Regions from separate parts of the Zea mays genome. Here region 2 is linked to region 1. Evidence: chromatin contacts called from public Hi-C data. All regions are on one chromosome and are shown on one strand. The core of a region is the stretch at or near the end of the contact, and the rest is flanking DNA. Distances in the headings are between cores, read along the strand shown.

Region 1 (6,428 bases), core at 1,742-4,241:
AGTCTTAGTTTGGGAGCAAGAAGATTGAAGCGGATTAGATGGGCTAAAATTTATTTAATTTTGAATAACAAGAAGATTTTAATCTCTCTAATCCTTTTCATTTCCCTTCACAAACAAGCCCTCAGTGATAAAAGAAGCCTTCTCTAAATATAGAGAGACTGCTTTCAATCATCCTTATTCCTAAAAAAGGCTGATGCGATTGGGAGTTTCTGTTTTCCTAATGCATAGTGTCAGTGAATAAAAGTTGGTTGACTTATCTTGATAACGCTGTTCAGCTGCACTAAAGAGCCGCCAACGCTACCGGATCGGCTGCAGCTGCTTGTTATCTACAGTGCAGTTTAGTAGCAATAGTGCTGCAATGCAGCCAGCCGAACTTGCTTCCATTAAAAACTAGTCATATATCGGTGCATTGCTACATTATATATATATATATGATATAATATAAATTTTGTTTTAATAAAACACAAATATATATTTTCTATTGATTATGTGGGTATAAATGTGGAGCCAACAACTAAAGTTCAAACACTCACTTGTACATAATTTTATCTTATTTTTTTTACATAAACTCTCCTATTATAGCTATTATAGTAGTAGATAAGAGATTATAGGAGTGCGGGTTAATTATAAAGAAATGTAGTGTTTTTTAAATATATTGACACGTGACGACTGTTTAAACTAGTGCTTTAATATAGTAGAGAATTGGTACATTTTCTTCCTAGAGAGTGGTACGCAGGCCGCATTGGATCTTCTAGCAGTTAAATCATCCTTATCTATACACTTATATATAACTAGTCGGTTGCCCGTGCGTTGCTACGGCTTACAACAATATCCACGTAAACTATCCATCAAAAAAATTCAAGATTTTTTATTGATTGTCTCCGCTCTCTGTATAATATATTTTTTGATTTGCCTAACTGATATTATTGTTTACTCCATGCAAATATATCTTGGTACAACACGGCCAATAAAGTGAGCGATTAGAAGAGAGTTCACAACGATTGACTGAATGAACATAGATTATAAAATGACATAATTCCATTATACAGAGACCAAATAAGAGAGTTCCCATGAAGTCAAACTTATAAAAAAAGATAGATTAAAATATGTAGTGATTGATAAAGTCAGGCATCAATAAAAACTGGATGCACTTCATATAAATTATGCTACTTCGTAGCAATTACTAATGTTTAAAACCAACAAATAACCTTTCATTTTGTTGTTAGTGTGACAAATCATTGCTGCTCCATCCAATTCAGCAACCTCAAACACCATGTAGACCATTGCGCCAATGTGGTCTCAGAAACGACATAATGCTTGCAAGAGCCAAGAACGTCGTGTCGTGCTTGAGCTATAGCCTCGGCCCGTAGTACTGGCCTGGCCTGACACGGTTATTTTGTTATTTTACAAAAAAAACGTATATACATATATACAATTTATATTTAATATTAAAACATTTTAGCGTGATGTTCTACTGGTTAGACAGTTTCACCTAGTGTCTCCCACCCTTCTTCCATTAGGGCATGGGTTCGAACTCCACCTCCTGCACCATTTTTTAATATTTTACGTTGATTTAATTAAATGGATCGATGCCCTAACGGGCTGGCCCGACACAGTTAGCAGGCCGACATGACGTGTCTGTGTCATAGTTGTGGCCCGCGTGTATCTAGCCTGTGTCGGGCGTCGTTACGCTGATTTAATTAAATGGATCGACGGGCTAATGGGCTCACCCGACACAGTTAGCAGACCGTCATGACGTGCCTATGCCATAGTTGTGGCCCGCGTGCATCTAGCTCGTGTCGTCGTTTGGCATCTATAGACGTGCAGCAGATTAATTTGAAATAATTGTGAGGGGTTATTTGTAAAAAAAATGACGCATGCCGACCGTTGAAACTGGTGCTTTAAGTATAGTATAGAAATGACGTTTAGGCCCTATCTAGAACATCTAAAACTAATAGTTAACTACTAAAAATAGTTGTTAGGTTTCAAACACCATCAACTAATATCGTAGCTAATTGTTAGCTACCTCATAACTAACAATTAGTTCATTAGCTGGCTCAATGTAGCTAATAATTTATTAGATGACTAACTATTACCTTTAGGGGTTCCAAACAAGGCCTTAGAATTGAACCTCTTTTTTGGTTGGCGATAGGGGAGGTCTTAAAGACTCTAGGTATGTGAAGTAGTGATCCTGTTATAGTGGACTCTAAAGGTGTGCTTAGTTGCAATGACAGGACGATACGAGACGAGTAGATAAGGTAGTTTGGTTCAGGGTTAAGGATTGTGATAGGACTATCTCAGTGATGTCCCTTAAAATTGGAGGACCGAGAGAGGACACCGGGAGATATGACTATCCCGACTCTCCCGCAACCATACACACCATAAGGTAGTGTTTTAAACCAGAATTCTTAAGTGTATCTTAGCAATCCAAACGACTGGTGTGCAAGTAGTCCTTAGGTGCAAGCGAATTTTCTGATCCATTAGATCATGATCCAACTATAGATGCAATCATGATTTGTTAGGTTTGTTTATAAAACTATATGAGCTGACGGTGGAAAGATTTAAATACTAAATGTTACATATGGTTAGATTATGATATAATAGATCTCATTTACACGTTTGCATCTGAGGACTTAGCCTTCTTCAAACGCTAATACATACTCTTCAAGATGTTGTAACGCGGGTAAGTGCAAATGTTTTACACCAAAATGAAAGTATGTGTCCAAAGCCTACACATAAAAAAGACTACAAGAATAACGTATCTTGTGCTCATATAGACTCTATGCAAATTTGGGGTTTATAAACAATCCAATAAGACTAATAAATTTTCACTTACATCCCATATCATCAGAGTAGAGGTGAGAGGGATAAGTGTAAAAAATACCAATCTAGTTAGATTAATTACGGACACACCAAATTTAAAGCGATATACGAACACATATGCTCCATGAACAGGAGATAAGTTCCCTTAACTGCCGAGAAAAAAAATCAAATCCAATGAAAAAGTAACAACAGCAGCCCCCGGGGCCACAGGGCGCAGGCCCGCAGCCATGGACCAGGACCACAAGAGGCTAGTACTCCCGTCGCCGGCGCCGCAGTCCCCGCCGGCATCCGCCGCGTCGGCGTCGACCACGGCCTCGCCGTACTCCGCGCTACACCCTCTCCTCTTGCCCTCCCCGAACCCGCACCTCTTCCTGAAGCCCAAGACGCTAACTCTCTCCCTCTCGTCCTCCTCCCTCACCTCCATGTCCTCCTCCTCGCTGCCCGCCCCCGTCACCGATGTCTGGGAGGTCGTCACCCCCACTGCCCCATCTGTTGACCACGTGGACGGCGGGCTTGATGACTGCGCCATCTTCCCGCCGCGGCTGCATGAGGGGCTGGGCCTGGACGGCGAGCCCGAGGAGGTCCCGCCGATGCCAGCAGTGGCGAAGGAGGAGAACGAGGAGGATGGTGAATACGAGGGGGAGGACGATGAGTGGCTGTGGGGATGGGAGAGGTGCAGCTTGGCGGCGAGGCGCGCTTGGGCGGCCGGTGTCGGGATCGTTCAGGAGCGGGTGCTCGTGCATGGCGCGTGTGGGTGCCCGGCGGTGAGGCCCGCCGTGTGGTCGGTTGCGGTGGCGGCTGCTGTGGTGGGGACACTTCTGTACGCCCGTCGGCGGGATAGGAGGGAACGGGACCTGCTCGTGCTTCTCTCCAAAGAGAAGGATAAGGTTTGGATCTCTCTGTACCCTCTTAATCTTGGTCGTGATGCCAAAGCGATGTTTATGTGAATTTGTATTCAGTTAGCTAGTTTCTTTCATGGATGTTCCCCTGGGACAAACAGTATGGTTAGATGGAAACTAGTGGTTATTGCGATCGATTCCAAAGAAATATGATTGACTTCATTTAGGCTATATATAGATCAAGCAAGATATTTATCTGAAGTTCAATATCGATGTGAAATTCAGAATCTGTTAGCGTGATCTTGCATCATTGGATTTGTGGTGAATTGAAGCCGAACTGATCATATAGATGGTGTTTGGTTGGTAAATGACATCATCTGCAATGAACTGTGGCCACTATGTTTTGTGAAATGTGCAGCCACTGCTTGTATAATGGTTTTCTAATGCTGGATCAAATTCAAAACTTAGGGAGAATCTTCATGGATTTGTGAAACAAGAGTAAAACAACGCCTTAGCAATGCTGCTAATATATCAGTTGGCATGTGTTGACAGTGGGGATTGAATGGTGACAACTTAATTTCATACTTGGCCTATTAGTCCTCTTCTTGATGTATTCCGATATTGACATTCTCGTTAATACCGGGTTCAAGGAGGCAAATGCCAAACAGTAGAAATATTGCACTTCCAGAGTATGTCACTAGCTTCAAATAATTCCTCTTGATCCTTTGTTGGAGAAACAAAAATGCACTGGACTTTGTCTTGTCTATTTAACGGTCTTCCCTTTTTCCAACTCTAGCTCCAGCAGCTCTTGAACAAAATCTAATCAAGCTCCTCTCCTTCAAATTCATTTGCAATTAAATCACATTCTATCCAAAAATTGTTTTAAGATGGTCAATAGAAGGGCAGATGTGGTGTAGTGGTGAGAGTTGTCTCACTGAGTCACAAGTCTGGGTTTCAAAGCAGTCTCTCTGTGTTTGTAGAGGAATGCTTGCCCCGGTTCATCCTTTCCCAGACGGCCAGACCCCACTCATGTGGGAGCCTCTGGCAATGGGTCTGTCTTTTTTCCCCCCAAGATGGCCATTGTTCTCATATTCCAGACATATATATTGATGAGTGCTGACTGATTAGCAGACTTAAGTACTGATGTATCATATTTAGTTTTGGTGGATTCTTGCTAATGTTTGTTTTTTTAACTTTTAAAAATGTTGTGCTGGATCCTAAGGGTTAAGGTGATTGTGACAAACTATTCGGTATTCTTCACAGACTAATAATCTTTACCTGTTACTGGTCTACCACCGAGCAATATCCGGATTAAGGAAGCACATAACTGCATTGATGTCGTAATTGATGTCCAGTACTCATTGGATTCTTGCTTTTCCTTGTGCAGAGGATAGCACAACTCTTGCATCAAATTGCTTTAATGAGTGACATCAGAAGCGGCAATGAAGCAGTGAAGGTTATCAGGAAGTCCTAATCATTTTCACTGTTGAAGGGTTCAGTTGCTATGTTGTAGCAAACTGATTAGGTAGTTAGGGAATCGGACTAGTGGGTTTGCAGGTTCAATACTTGTAGCTAAATTGTAGTTTAGCTGCATGATCTTCACGGTTCTGATGTTTGCGTATAACTAGATGCTGAAACCTGCAAGGTTGCAACACAATCTCAACTCAAGCAATCAAAAGGGACTTAAAGGAATGGAATATACCAACGGAGTTATGCTTGGATAGAAGTGCTTGTAAAGAAGCTATCCACGTGCCCGAACCGTGATTAGGTCTTTTTTCCTTTTAGTGCTCTCAAAAGATTTTTCCATCTCCTTTCTCTCTTTTTTTTTGACATCTTGTTGGGTTTCAACTCTAACATACCCTAACTTGTTTGGAACTAAAAGTCTATGTTGATGATGTAGATGTGTAGAATTGTTGTTGATGTCGACAACCTGGACAATGCTCTGTATATGTATCTTCCATTTATTGCTTTGTGATTCCCATCATCCACTGAATTCTGATATTTCACGACCACGAGGTTGGCTTTCTGTATATGCAATTGCAGTGTAGTCTCAACCATATAGTTGATTAAGGGTCCGTTCGGTTGTACCGGAATAAACCAGGATTCATTCTAGCTCATCAAAATCTATATAAATTAGAGAAGTAATCCGGCTAGGAATCAATCCGGGGCTCCAATCCCTAACAACCGAACAGAGCCTAAAGGTTTCCCTCGTTAGACATGAGAACTCAGGTTTCTGAAACACTTTAGCTGAAGTTCAAACAGGGCTTAGTTGTCTGTTTACATCACTTGATATGGATGGAACTAGAGATCGTTCCTAGTGATTGGCATGGAACAACCAAGATTTTAACCGGGTTTGATGAGTTGTTATGCTTGAATCTCTCATGGGTTTATGAATGTAAGCTGTTTGGGACAATTCATCTGTAAAGATACTGCCCTTCCCGATAGGAAGTGACCCTGTGGCAAATATATACTCAATAACTGTGTAATGATGATGGGAATGGTGTGATAAGCTTTTGCTCTATGATTCTTCGTTTTAAGGGCAACTGGCCAAAACTGCTCTATGATTCCTTGCATAAAATGTCATCTCATGTTTACACCATGAAGTTCTAGGTCTCTCTTTCAAATACCTTCCTCACTTGCCTTGACTTGAGGCAGAGTGTGAATATTCCTTCATACGTGGTAATGAAAACGATAAGCCAATCACCTTTCGCGTGTATGATCCATGTTCTGGTAGTAGCGCGGGGAGCTCCATGACCATGTGTTTCA
Region 2 (6,428 bases), core at 1,587-4,086, 140 kb before region 1:
CTGAACAAAAAAATACTGTTCTTTCATATAATCGGTGAAAATTACCAACTACTGTCGCATCGCATACCGGTTCGATTTTTATTGTTTCTCTCCCTGTCTTCAATTCTCGTGGACTCGCATGCGCCACCCCTTCCTTCCTCGCGGCTCACCCCGCAACCCAACGTGCGCTGCGCCCCGCCGCTAGCCAAACCCGCCTCAACGCCCACCCGGCCGCCCCACCATCGTAGCCTGCGACCCGCCGCCGTTCAGCCTTGGACTCGCAGCCAGCTCCGCGTCCAATTGCGTGCTGTGCGGGCTGCGTGCGTCGCCGTCCGCCGCACCGAAGGTCAGCCATGGCCGCGCCGGAGGCCAGACTCGCATTGCTCTCCGCGTCGTGCTGCGCGTGGGATGCCCCACCATGACCACACGTTGCAGGAAGAAGCTGTGTATGTGTGTGTGTGTTTTTCCCCAATTGCACACGCAACCCTGCGAATTCGTCAACACATGGAAATAAACTGGATAAGCTATGGTGACTGTGATTCCTTGCGTAAGGCAGAGGTCAACTGCTGTTCCTGGTGACGGCATCACGAGAAACCTAAGCAGAGGTAGCACTGTCCAAAAGGGCAGGCAGCAAAATGAGTGCGTGAAATGAGGCGATCCATATGCATGGCCACGGACTCATTGCAGCTTTTGCAAAGTTGGTCACTACTCACTACTACTAGTATTGTTTTTTTTGGGGGCCCTGTTTCCTTATGATGACTCTAGCTCATTCTCATTTGAACGATGCGATGCGATGCGACCTTGACACCTTGCTTGCGCTGAGCGTCGGTCTGCCTGCGTCCTTTTTTTTACGAAAAGGAAAAGACTGGCGTTGCGTTGCGTTGCGTGGTGTGTGATCGGAAACTTCACGATCTTACCTCTGTAACTACGAGTACGTTTCACTCAGCACAGTAGGCTGCACGATTCACGCATCTGCGAATCTGCGATATGCCTGTAGATACTCCTATAGATAAAGCTTATCGAGAGGTCGTTGATGGCTTCAAGGAGAACAACAACAGCAAGAGACAAACCTGGCACGACAGCTCCGTACTAATCCGCGGATTGTTTTCTTTTTTTGTTTTGCTAACACACCAAAAGGTAGTATAAGCTCGAGGCTAGTTATGTAGTAGTACCACTCATCAGTAGTATAAAATATTGTTGAGTTGTTTACAGACAGAGTCGTGATTCGTGAACGAAGTGATCCTGTCAGCACAGTTCTGCAAATCGAGGTCGCTAGCTGTTGATCCCTGACAGACTGTTGTGTACGGACGACGTGACATTGTCGTGTCGTTGTGGGTGCTGATATGTTGGATTGGATACTCGATCTGGAGCTGGGGGATTCAGATTAGCAGGAAAGCAAGTACGCTTGGACGCCGTCACTGTAGGCGTACCGCGTACATAGGAGGGTTGATTAAAACATGTGTTTTTTATTACAATTTTCAGGCTACCAAAAGATAGTGCTTCGCTTGAGTCGTAAACAGAATAAAGAAAGCATTGATGATTACTTGTATCGTGCTCCCTCCGTTTCGTTTTAGTTGTCGCTGGATAGTGTAAAATTAAACTATCCAACGACAACTAAAAAAAAACGGAGGGAGTACTACCTACCAACTTTGACCACCCCATGCTACGTTTTGCCTTTTTCCTAAATGCATTGTTTTTATTACATATTTAAGTATAGTACATACCTAGATATATAGCAAAATCTATATAAAATATCTCTTAGTCTGAAATAAAAAAAGGCGTAATCACGTATTCCAAGGTAGTATACTAATATATAACACTAGTGGTACATGTTTAGCAAAAACCATATGATATATAAAATTATTAGAGCATATATAAACCTTCTTAGAAAAAAAATACGTGAAAAATGCAACCTTAAAAGGTTTGACGTCGACTAGATGAAAACAGTCAGAAAAAATAAAATCATTTTGTTTTTAGTATAAAAAATAGTTTTGTCTTGAAAAAAAGTTCCAAAATAGCAGCTTCTATACTTTATATACCTTACATTGTACTACTCGTACTTGTTCTTCACTAAGGTAAGGGGAGTAATATGTACATTTCTTTTTGCAATTTCAAATCTGTAATGGAAGATATTTTTCTTGTTCTGCTGAGAATATTTGCTTCACATATCCAGCATTAATTGCTAGAGCTCTATGGCTGACTTGGCTCTTTATAAGTGCTTCTGGAGTACTTTATGTGCCAGCCAATTTTGTTAACCGTTTCAGATGTAAGCAAATTCAGCACCATATCACATCGGATTTTTTTTATTATTATCTCTCAGCAAGTGATTGATGTAGCACATTATTTTCTGCATCACAGTAGAAAAATACTGTACAAAATACAATGTCACAGTTCAGTTCCTGGTTTTGGGATTACCGGCAAAATTAACACACGATTTTTTTTTACCGTGCTCTATTAGAATCTAAAAACATCCGTATCATGAGAAGTCCAAAGCGACGAAAGTAAAAGTGAAAAAGGGGAAAGAAAAGAAGCTCTCGAGGTCTATCCGAGGACCATGGGTGACAAGGTTTTAAACAAACCGGCTGTCGCTGGGCCCCACACTGACAGCCAGCCATCCCTGCTGCTACGGCCACAGTTATCAGTCATCACAGAGGAGACCAGACTCTGGCAACGGAGGTTCACGTGAGCGCCCAAAAGGCCAGAGCGAAGCAGCCACGGTCCGGGCCACGCCAAACCAAACCAAACAAACCATCCTCTCCCTCCCTCTCTCCCCGCTCGCTTCTTGCAACTCTCCCGTAAATCTGCACAGGCGCAGCGCGGCATTTAATGCTCTCCAACCTTTGGTCTCTGCCTGCCCCCAAACGCTCCCCCATTCCGTCCACTCCCCTCTCTCCCCACCAAGCACCAGCCCACGGATGCGGTCGCGACCACCGCGGCAAGGTCGAATCCATGGCTAGAGCTAGCAGAAGCAGAAGCAGAAGCCGCGGGCTCGGCGCTTGAGCCCTCGATCCTCGGGGGTCCCGGTTCCTTCTCCCTGCATTGATCGCGTCACTCGACGCGAGAAGGCGAGCAAAGAGGGGAAAAAAAGGAGGATCCTTTCCCGTGTTTCTTCTGTCGATTCTGCGGTTCTTTGCAAGTGGCAATGAGGCGGCATGGGTGGCAGCTCCCGTACCACCCTCTCCAGGTCCGTCCCGGCTGGAATTTTGCGCCTTTTCCTTGCTGGGCGTGGTGTCTTTTTCGTCGCCCGTGATTACTGAAGTTTCGGTGTCTCTCGCGCGCATCGCAGGTGGTGGCCGTGTCCGTCTTCCTGGCGCTGGCGTTCGCGTTCTACGTCTTCTTCGCACCCTTCGTCGGGAGGAAAGTGTTCCAGTACGTGGTCATGGGGCTATACACTCCGCTGGTGAGAGCTCCTGCTTGGTTCCTTCGATGCCGTGCTGCGTCGAGTGAGCGCCTTGTGTGTTTGCTTGTCTGTTGGGACCTTTTGGATCCCCATCTAGGTGCTGCCTGATGGGCCCCAACAGTGGTTGCTGTTGCTGGAGCTAGGGAAGGTGCTGAATTAAGTGTGGCCTAATCATGAAACGTGTTGCCTGTCAGCCTCGCGTATTTGTTTGGTAGGATTTCTGTACGTTTTGTTTGCTTGTTTAAGGGTGGCTGTACATGTTAAACTGTCTGTCTGGCCTGGGAATTCTTACCGTGCCACCATGTGGCGTCCCTAACCTTGGAAGCAATGTCTGGTTTGTTCAGTTTAACAGCTTTGCTTCAGCATCCATGGTTGGTGGAATTCCGGCTTGCGTCACAAGGTTAAAGTCCTTAAGGACAACAGTGCATGCTTACATGTTGTTTATCTAACTCCATTGGGGAAATGTTAGTTTCAGAGCAAGCGGGAGCTACATGTTCGTCAGGCTCTCGGTGTCTCTTCATTTCTGTCCACTTCAGCACTACTGTCTTTGGGTTGTATCCCAGAATACGTGCTTGGTTGGATTTTGTAGATTTTTGCTGGAGAGCGATATGTCAGAAGTAGTCCTTATTATACTAACATCATCAGTTTCGTAATGGCCGCAACCTTCTGATGCCATGTCACTACTCTGGTTGCTGCCTTGTCGTGATGATGCCAACTACTGAAAGACTGTTCCGTGAAATGGGCTGTTTTGTCCCTGCAAATTGCTGTCCTGGATTATTTTTTGCTTCACGGTTGTCTTGTCATGAAACCTAACTTGTTTTGAAGCTTTCTTTGCTTTTTTTAAATAATTGTTGCACTTAATAGTGTAATGAGTAGGCAACGCTGTGAAATGGTGCCTGTTCTTCTGACAGACATGTAGTGGTATACTCTTCACTGCTTCTGACAGACCATGTGTAGTTACTGTTGGCTTGGAGTTATGTTTTGCCTTCACATGTGTGAATTCGCGCGCCACAAAAAATGGAAAAACATGAAAAATTTGCAGAAACAATGATTCCAAACTTTCTGGATAAAATGTTATGTGCTCTTGCAAAACTGAAAAATGTGTTGTGTTTGTTGAATGGAACACAACATGGCTTACACACAATGTCATCATGAAGCTAATGTTTCAGGCAAACTCTATTCCAAGTTCATGACTGCACCTTTTTTTGTCTCTCCCTAAGAATCAAAGCCTATCATATCATTTCAGGTATTATGTGTCTTCTTTCTATACATCTGGTGTGCCGCAGCAAACCCAGCAGATCCAGGGGTCTTCAAATCAAAGAAGTATCTGAGCTTGTACGGAAGCGGCAAACACAAGCATCTGAAGGAATCCAGAAAGACTTCTTCAGATGCTCGGTTACAAATAGAGGGAACTAGAGAAAAACAAGAGCATGAGGTCGCAGCATCTAGCGAGAGGTCAATTACTCAATACAAGGACAATAATCCATCTTGCTTGAGTTCAACCCTCTCTCCTTCTCTCCTTCTATTCTACCCTCTCTCTTTTGTTTTCTCCTGCTGCCAACCACATGAAAGTTCCTCTGAGCAGCAAGCCACCGAGGAAGGGATGTTTTTCTGCAGCCTATGTGAAGTTCAGGTATGTTTCTTGTAGTTATTGGTATTTAGGGTATATTTTTCTGCATGCAATTAATAGTTTGATATTTCTTTGTAGGTGTTGAAGTATAGTAAGCATTGCAGAGTTTGTGACAAATGTGTTGATGGTTTTGATCATCACTGCAGGGTAACATACTCCTTAGCAATTGTCTTATTTCCATCATTGCGTACAACTGTACATAACAACTCCCCTATTTTCCTCAATTTCAACAGTGGCTCAACAATTGCATTGGAAGAAGAAACTATAGAAGGTTTTTTATTCTAATGTCAACTGCCGTTATCTTGGTAAGCTTACACTCTCCTAGTCCTATCCATCTCTGATAGATTGTACTGATACGCTATCTTAGTTCTATCCATCTCTGATAGATTGTACTGATAAAGATGCTACAAAATACTTCTACCATTGTGTCATTAATACTACAAAATACTTCTACCATTGTGATAACGATTCTATTAGTCATTTATATGCATCAGTCACCATTATCGTGGGGGGCATTTTAGTCCTGGTCCTTTTCATCCTAGTTGACCATTGACAGGTCTCCATGGTTTGTGCAATTTGGGCCAGCTTATCCTACAATCAGCAATTGGAGTATTGGTGCTAGTGCTATGCTTTGTTGAGCGAAAGGAATTCTCTATGCAAATTGTTTCAAAGCTTGGAAGCAGCTTCTCTGTAGTGCCTTTTGTTATTGTGGTGGTATGTACTGTCATCCTACTTCTTTCATATCTGCTGAATGGTTCAAAGATCATTGAATTGGTCAGCTCTTTTCACCAATCTTTATCGAGATGCTCAAAGATTTGACACTTGTTAACGCAGGCATCATGTACCATCCTAGCCATGGTCGCTTCACTGCCTGTTGCTCAACTTCTTTTTTTCCACATTCTTCTGATCAAGAAGGCAAGTTCTCATACATTTCCTTTTTGTCTGATTCTGTTGCTTACTGACTCTTGTAAAAAAGGTCCGTGTCTATGAACTCAAATTATCCTAGCTTCTATCAATAACATTCTTGTGAACCATATGGGCATTCATAATTTTGTTAAGTTTCAATAATATATTACTATGGAAGGATTAGAAGCTGTTGGTCAAAGTTATGCACTTATGTCTTACTGGCGAACAGCTTGTATTCAAAATTCCTAGCATGTCATACAATTTTTTCTTTTGGACAATGCAAACTTGGGTCCTATGGGCTGTATCTATGCTTTGTATGCAACGTGAATACTTTATACCGACATCATTATGTATTGAACCAAACATTCATACCACTAGCAGGATTAGTATCAACATGGAGTTCCTTATGGTACCACTTTGAAACTTTGTTTTTTTTTTGCTCCGGTAGACCTCTTCATGAGATTTGCACGAATCTTGTAGCAGTCTAGTATTAATTGTTTTTAATTTGTTCGT

Evidence for each region. Hi-C and Micro-C count contacts between places; a contact is called where the count stands out from the background.
Region 2: a Hi-C map of leaf shows a contact between it and region 1, with 2.1 times the contacts expected there. The contact joins the promoter of LOC100194215 here to the promoter of LOC100383652 in region 1. A contact is called at or near these places in 2 of 25 Hi-C or Micro-C datasets (ear and leaf).

Annotation. Positions count from the first base shown.
Region 1 is chr7:171,833,969-171,840,396 of Zm-B73-REFERENCE-NAM-5.0, reverse strand. LOC100383652 reads left to right here and starts at 2,991. Exons shown (of 2, transcript NM_001176297.2): 1 at 2,991-3,710; 2 at 5,050-5,655. The coding sequence starts at 3,051. The coding sequence ends at 5,136.
Region 2 is chr7:171,972,752-171,979,179 of Zm-B73-REFERENCE-NAM-5.0, reverse strand. It overlaps LOC100194215 (putative protein S-acyltransferase 22), which reads left to right and starts at 2,836. Exons shown (of 9, transcript NM_001359432.1): 1 at 2,836-3,163; 2 at 3,266-3,379; 3 at 4,626-5,012; 4 at 5,088-5,156; 5 at 5,243-5,314; 6 at 5,595-5,723; 7 at 5,844-5,924. The coding sequence starts at 3,122.